2 separate regions of the Mus musculus genome follow, and region 1 is linked to region 2. A link is a contact called in public Hi-C data. All regions are on one chromosome and are shown on one strand. Each heading gives the region's core, a stretch centred on a gene start, on an enhancer-like site or on the middle of the called end of the contact. The rest is flanking DNA. Distances are from core to core; before and after follow the strand shown.

The links. Hi-C and Micro-C count contacts between places; a contact is called where the count stands out from the background.
Region 1: a contact with region 2 is called in a Hi-C map of CD8 T cells, with 5 times the contacts expected there. The contact joins the promoter of Fbxl3 here to the promoter of Pibf1 in region 2. A contact is called at or near these places in 1 of 39 promoter capture datasets (frontonasal cranial neural crest) and 1 of 484 Hi-C or Micro-C datasets (CD8 T cells).

The regions. Positions count from the first base shown.
Region 1 is chr14:103,097,245-103,100,993 of GRCm38.p6, reverse strand. It overlaps Fbxl3 (F-box and leucine-rich repeat protein 3), which reads left to right and starts at 1,462. Exons shown (of 5, transcript NM_015822.3): 1 at 1,462-1,832.
Region 2 is chr14:99,097,643-99,101,463 of GRCm38.p6, reverse strand. Pibf1 (progesterone immunomodulatory binding factor 1) reads right to left here and starts at 2,040. Exons shown (of 18, transcript NM_029320.3): 1 at 1,335-2,040; 2 at 163-435. The coding sequence starts at 414. Dis3 (DIS3 homolog, exosome endoribonuclease and 3'-5' exoribonuclease) reads left to right here and starts at 1,694. Exons shown (of 21, transcript NM_028315.2): 1 at 1,694-2,018; 2 at 2,624-2,781; 3 at 3,686-3,821. The coding sequence starts at 1,791.

The DNA of each region.
Region 1 (3,749 bases), core at 213-2,712, 4.0 Mb before region 2:
AGCTGGAATTCTCTACAAAATCACCAAGCGCTCTTAACTGCAGAGCAGTGCTCCAGCCCCTTCAGTTCATATACACAACGTCTAATGTTTAAATCGGGTTAGTCATTCTAACTCCTCAGACATATTTTTTTCTGGTTAAAAAGATTAAAACTCCTTTCTTCTAGTTTGTTTAAATGTACATTATATGGTGACGGTCTTAAGTGTGTGACAGAACCTGTTCTCATGACTTCATCTTTTAAAAAATATAATAATTTACTCTGGGCTAGAGAGACAGCTTAGCAGTTAAGAGTGCTTGCTGTTCTTCCAGCTGATCTGAGTTCAGTTCCCAGCGCTCAGGATGAGTGGCTCACATCTGCCTGTAAATAACTCCAGCTCCAAGGAATCCAACATCCACTCCAGACACCACGGGCACTGCACTCAAATGCGCGCGCCGCGCGCACACGCGCACACTCACACCTACAACAAAACGAAAAGCTTATAAAATTAATAGTAAATTAAAAACAAGTACATAAAAGCATTTTAAAGTTCAGCATGTTTTTGTTCCGTGTGGTGGCACATTTCTTCAATCTCAGCATTGAGCAGGCTGAGGTTGGTGGATCTCAGAGTTCCAAGCCAGCCTGATCTACAAAATGAAAATCAGTATAAAGAAAACTGAGGAGGGTAGGAAACGAAAGAGAGAGAAGAGATCTTTACTTTGGAGAAATAACACAGAAAAAGCAGAAGGCATGGTATACAGCTAACCTTAAGATTTTCTGGGGACTTTTCTTATTTTAGGAAAAACTCAGTATCTCCAAGTCCAAACTTAAAAAAAAAAAAGTCAAATATTTGATAGCATTTAAAAGACTCCTTGACTTACAAAACGCTCCACCACCCGGGAGCGAGGAGTGGGGGTTGTCTTTTTTTAATTAGCCATCTGCTTCTTCACACTTTACGTGTTTCTGAAAAGAAATCTCAGACTTGGGGGTTCTGTTTCATAAGTAAATGTGATTTTGAAAAAGTTATGACTCATTAAAAAAAAGCCTTGGAAAAATGGAAATGCAAATATTGTCTTAAGAAACCCGTAGTGATCGCAACGTCCACCACGTTGATTTATTTATTCTTTTTCTAGGTACAGACAGCAACCTCAGAGGCTCCCTTGGCCGCGCCCTCCTCGCGGAGGTGGGTCGCTGTCAGGTGATGTTTACGTCCGGTAGGGGTGCGTCCCGCCCTGCAGACACTCCCTCCGCCTTTGGCGTCGGCTCCCCCGCCCTAAACTTTCCGGTTTTAACCCTGGGAAAGGCCAGCCACGTCTGGCGAACACCAACCCGCCCACATTCCGCCCCTAAACAAACTTGGCCAGGGACAGCCCGGGAGGCTGGAGCCGCCTCGGTGCGCGCGCCCGGCCAGCCCCTTCGGCCGCGCGCCCGCCCCCTCGGGCGGGGACGCGCAGGGGCAAGCGCGCGGCCGCGAACTGCGGGCGCCATTTTGGATTCCCTAACTGGGCCGAAGCTTCGGGCTCGCTGCTGTCGATCGCTGCTCGCCTAGGGCGTCTCGGGCGGGCGACGAGGAGGTGCCGGGGCGAAGGACACAGACCGCGCGGGACAGAGAAGGGACGCGACGCTCTCCTCCCCACACACCGGGGCAGCCGGAGCCGCAAAGGTGGAGCCGCGTCGGCGCCCGCCGCGGGACCAGCGTCTCGGATGCGGGCGGAGCGCGGGGGGCCGCGACGGCGGGAGCTCGGAGACGGGGCCCCGGGAGGCCTCATGTGAGAGGCGCGGGAGCCGCCGCCGCCGCTGCCGCCGTCGTCCGCGCGGCCCGGGGTGCTGTGTGGGGGAAGCCGCCCCCGGCAGCAGGTACGGCGGAGGTTCGGGGCCGCAGCCCGGAGTCGGGCGGGGAGGTCGGCGGCGGCGGCCGGGGGCGCGCGCGGGGCGCGACGGGAACAACGCCCCGCCCCGCCGCGCCCGGGCCTCGGTGTCTGTCAACAAGGCGTGGCCGGCGCGGCGCGCGCTCGGTGGCCGCGCGTGGCGGGGCAGCGAGGAGGACGGGCTCCTCCGGGCTCGCCCTGGGCGGCGCGGGTGCAGGCGGCTGGAAAGCCCGGGGGCCTGGGCGGTCAGTGTGTGCGGAAGCCGGGCCGGGGAGGCGCACGGTGGAAAACTTGGTGAACTTAGGGGCAGCCGCCCGGGTCGCGTGCTGCAGACCACCACCCGGAAGCCGCCCGGGCAGGGCATCGCCGAGCCGCGTGCGAGGTGAGAGCGGGCGGCGGTTTTGTTGGTAATGGTGCCTATCCCACTTGCCCAGATGTTTGTATCTTTTGCTTACACCAAAAGGCGAATTTAAAAAAAAAATGTCCCTGTAGATGTTAAAATGTCTGTAACCCGCCCCGTGTTACCTGTGTGCCGGCTCCCGGTTGTGTCTTGTCTGTGTGTCCAGTCCCAGTTCATCTATATCCACTGTGCTCTCACCATTCTGAGAGTTAATCTTTTTCGTATTGTTCCATTCTTGTATTTCAGCCAAAGAATGTGTGTTAGGTTTCCTTCTATGAAAAACAAAACAAAAGGGCATATGCAAATGTAATGCCAGAACGGGACTTTTAAACCTAAAGTACAAATTTTTTAAAAAATATTTTTTGCATGTCCAGAATATGTAAATGTTTAAAGACAGTAAGGGAAGTTTGGCTCTTGGTTTCAGTTTAAGGAAATGTTTGATTAGCTCACTAATTCTTGGTGATGCTCAAGTTACTGGGTGTCCCTCATTAGTTGCATCTTGGACACTTGATGTAAACACTAGCTAAAGTTGTTGCCACCATACTTTCTCTGGGTTCTTGAAACACTGCAATAAATCAAAACTGCTGGAGCCCAGTTTTCTGTGCTTAGGAAATCGCATTGATATTTAGTGTCCTGTTTTATACACCACACTCTTCCTGTTCAGCTATAAAGGGCACTTTGACTTCCACTAGAAGCAGTATAAAACCCATTACTCTAAACTAGTTGTGTACTAGTGAATGCACCGAATTGTTCTTTATGCAGCAGAGCTTCATGTGCAGATAGTTAAAATAAAAGCATTGGAAATTTCGAATTAAAAAGGCCAACAAGGAAAAGCAATATTTAAAATGTTATTAGCTATTTATTCACTAGTTAATTTTACACCTAATAGTACATAGCACATTTTAACCTTTGGTCCATTAGTTTTCCATTAAGAGTGACATTAATTTCATAATGCTTATGATAGTCCATAGACTTTCTTAGCTATTCATAAAGTAATAAGTACTAATATATACTTTGATGATCCATGTGTTCAGTTTATATTTAGATCAAGTGTAACCGTGTACTTGATCTTCCTTAGCGTTGGTGACTTTACATTGCCTTCCCAACTTAAAGGGGGATTGAAATACCCTTTATTTAGATGGGACTGTGTTGGAAGGCAGAAGCAGTGGATCTCTGATTCCCAGGCTGGCCAGGCTCACATAGAGAGCCTGTCTCACATAAAAATTGTATAAACTTAGGGTCAGCAGAGTGTCCTTAGAGTGTTGTCAGAAAGGCTGCTGTCCTCGTTTTGGTTTTGAATCTGTACACTTGACTGTAAAATGAAGTGTTTAATCTTTATGGTCTGGCTTTAGAAGATTTCGCCAGATACAGCAGAGCATCCTGGCAGGAGGTCTGGAAGTAGGAAGACTTTGTCATTCTTTTTTGAATCTCTATCTCAGAATTCTGAGTAGTTTCTGCCAGTAAGAAAGTTTGAGTCCTAAGTAGCAGACTCTTCGTTCTTTGACC
Region 2 (3,821 bases), core at 791-3,290:
GACCTCCCCATGTAAATCAGGATGGCCTAGAATTCAGAGCAATGGGCCTGCCTCTGCTTCCAAGGGCTGGGATTAAAGGCATGTGCAGCCGCACCCGGCCTATACACCAACTTATCTTTCCTTTTCAGTTTCAAGAGAATAACAGTTTGCATCTGACCTTACCTTTGTAAGATAATCCATTTTCAAGTTGTCGATCATCATGTTTTTCTGGGATAGCTCGATTTTCAGTAACTGAATATTATGAAGTATCTCTTTTCTTTCGATTAACTGCCTGGTGATTTTGACTTTACCTTCTCGCTCCTCTGATGATGAGACATCATCTGTATGAATGGTTGTTTCCAAACTAATATCTTCAGACTCCAGAGAACTAGAGATATTTACTTTTTTTGGTTCCTTGGCAATTTTGCGAGACATTTTATTATTTGAATCAATCTTCTGTAGAATAAAAAGAAATAAAGTTAAATATACAAAAAAAAAAAAACCTACTACAGGGCATACAGAGCATTAAAGAGACACCAAGGATCGCCTAGATCATTAGGTATTGGAAGGTCCCAAATGTAAGCCAGATTAGTGTTCAAATCAAACAGACTCACTAAATCCTATCATGAACTCACCCATTGTCCTGTGTGTGTGTGTGTGTCTCGGGGCAAGAATCTTACTTGAAGGTAACAGATAAATAAAGTCATGTAAAATAGAAAGGATAGCCCTATAATACTAAGTTTCAAACTCAAGGAGAGGTTGATTTTTGTCACTGAAGGTCCTCACAGAAGTAGTATTGAAATCTGGACACAGAGAGAAAAATGTTGGTATGTCGGTGGAGGGTTTATAAAGCAAGACTTACATGCCAGGTTTAGTTTTACAGTTAAGGCATCACCGAAAAATTTGAAAACAGGCTCAGAGTGCGACAAAAGCATTTTTAAATAACTTGAAAAACCTAAAGAGGTTAGAAGGGTACAAACTCGAATATTCTGAATAGCACATTTTAGCCTTCACAAGGCTTTTTGTAACTCCCTTGTTTAAATACGACACGATTTAGTAAAATAGTTATAGAACTAGCTATTTCAGTTTCTCTAAGAGGAACGCTAAAGAAGGAGGTCTGTGTGGTGGGGGGGAACAGGAAGAGCTTCAGTACAATCCGCCTCTTTCCTTTTTAAAGGGAAAGGATTGGGGGGGAAAAAAAGTAAAATAAGAAAACAAATCCTTGCGTGAGTTACCAAGGACCAGGGACCGGCTTCTCCCTCTTTGATTAAGAAATCCGTACATTCTAAACTTCCTACATTTTAGCATCTCTGCGCCGCGTGAGAAAGAAAGGGAAAAGGATTCCTGGAAGCTACCTCTCAATGGTCAGTAACTCCGCATATAAGGATAACACCAGCTTCACCCGGACTCTTGGAAGAACCAATGGCGTCTTCAGTCAGCAGCTCAGGCTGCCACCCCTCAACAGGTATCTCGGGGCTACCGGACCGTTAGGATCGGTCACCAAGACAACCACACGCCGTGCCCCAGAAGAAGTCGGAAGAACCTGGGGTGCGCAGGTACCCAAGCTCACTCCTTCCCGGAAGCCAGTCGGAAGCGGTGCAGGCTGGGAGCTGTAGTCCAGAGGAAAGCCCCGCCCACCGGCGGGAGGAAACAACCAACACTCGCCCAATCACCGCGACCGTCGGGGAACGAACGCGCCTTCGTGTTTTCTCGCGAGAGTGACCTCACCAGCCAGCGGGCAAAAGCGGGAATGCGCGTGGCCGCGCCTCGGTTTCTTAGCTGACGGCCGGGATCCCACGCCGCGAGGCGAGATGCTCAGGTCCAAGACGTTCTTGAAGAAGACCCGCGCGGGCGGCGTGGTGAAGATCGTGCGCGAGCACTACCTGCGGGATGACATCGGCTGCGGCGCGCCGGCTTGCTCGGCCTGCGGCGGGGCGCACGCGGGCCCGGCCCTGGAGCTGCAGCCCCGGGACCAGGCGAGCAGCCTCTGCCCGTGGCCGCACTACCTTCTGCCGGACACCAATGTGCTGCTGCACCAGGTGCGTGGACGCGGGGCCGCGTGGTGACGAGGGGGCGTGGCAGACAGGGACGCTGGGGACCGGGGAGGCGGGTCTTGGGATGTTGGATGGAGAGAGGCAAGTACCGTGGCTACCCTCGCTCGCATCCTGCCATCCAGGCTGAGGTACCGTTCCCTGATGTCACTTTATTTATTTATATATATATATTTTTTTTCGGTTCTTGGAGTCTTATTTTTAGACACGTTACATTTTCTAACCCCTGGTGTCTCTTCTACTTTAGATTATAAGTGCCTGGAAGCCGGGGACCTGGGCTTCTGTGGCCTCCAGATTGCGACCCCCAGGCAGCTTGTAAGTGCCTACGAACAAAAAATTGTGTGGGCCAGCATAATTTACTTATTAATAGCTCTGGTATTGCAAACTCTGTGGTCCGATTATGGGTGCTTGTCATCGTCTCAGGCCTACAGGGTCCCCCCTTAGTGACTTTGTCAAGTTTTTTCTGCAGCCAAGTACCACTTTGGCCTAACGGAGAGTCAGTGTTTTAAACTGTCACAAGAATTCAGGCTGGGCAGAGAGTTCAAGGTAGAACTGAAAACGGGGGAGTTAACATTTGGCTTTGGTTTTTTAAGATTGATGTCCTCGAACACCCGGCCATCAGAAATGTCATTGTGCTACAAACAGTGATGCAAGAAGTGAGAAACCGGAGCGCCCCCATCTACAAGCGAATCAGGGATGTGACCAATAACCAGGAAAAGCATTTCTATACCTTCACTAATGAGCACCATAAGTAAGTATCACAAAACCACAGGGCTACCTAAATTTAACAGACTTCTTGGAAAGGAATTTATCAAACACAGGCTGTAGCTTCCTGTGCTGCTTGGTGGTTACCTGGTTGTGTGGAAGACAGTGCTACCTACATAGGCTCATCTAAGGTCGCAGTGTTAGTGAGGTCACACCCTAAACCAGGATCTAGCCGCTAAAGTCGTCCTTTTACTTCTGAAATGCTCCCTTTAAGTTGTCTATTGAGTTGAATGGTTGATTCTTTGGCGATAAGAACCATCTACACTCCTGTAATCCCATATTATGTGAGTGACAAATATATAGGAGAAAAATGTGGGAGTTTGTGATTAATAAGCTTTATCTTACATCTGATTTATTGAAATTAAATTTCTAAACATAATGAGCTGCCTGTTATATTAAACAGTAGATAATATGTATCTATGATGCTTAAAGTCACTTTCTCAGCTTTGACATTATTAACATTTTGAACTGAGTATTTTGTTGTATGAAATTTTCTTATGCATCGTAGGTGCTTTGCAACCTGCTTATGCCAAGTATGTGCAAATAGCACTCTCCTGTCAGTTCCAAGTTTCCTGAACCGGAATGTTCAGGAACATGGAACTTGGAACTAAGTTCCGCAGGAACTAAATGCACACACACACACACATACACACACACACACACACACACACAGACACACAAACATACACACTCCTAGAGAGGAGGAGGAGGGGGTGGGGGAGAGAGACAGACAAGACAGACAGATAGATAGATAGTCAGTGTGTCCACCTGTGGGCTGCTCATTCATTGTGCCTCCTTAAACTCCAGTGGCTGTGGAACATTTATGTCCCAGAAGTTTTGACCCCACTGGCTAGCTTTTGTTTTGTGTTTCCTGTCGCTTTTACATTTAGAGAAACCTACATCGAGCAAGAGCAGGGAGAGAATGCCAATGACAGGAATGACAGAGCCATCCGAGTCGCAGCGAAGTGGTACAACGAGCACCTGAAGAGGGTGGCAGCAGACAGTCAGCTGCAAGTTATCCTGATA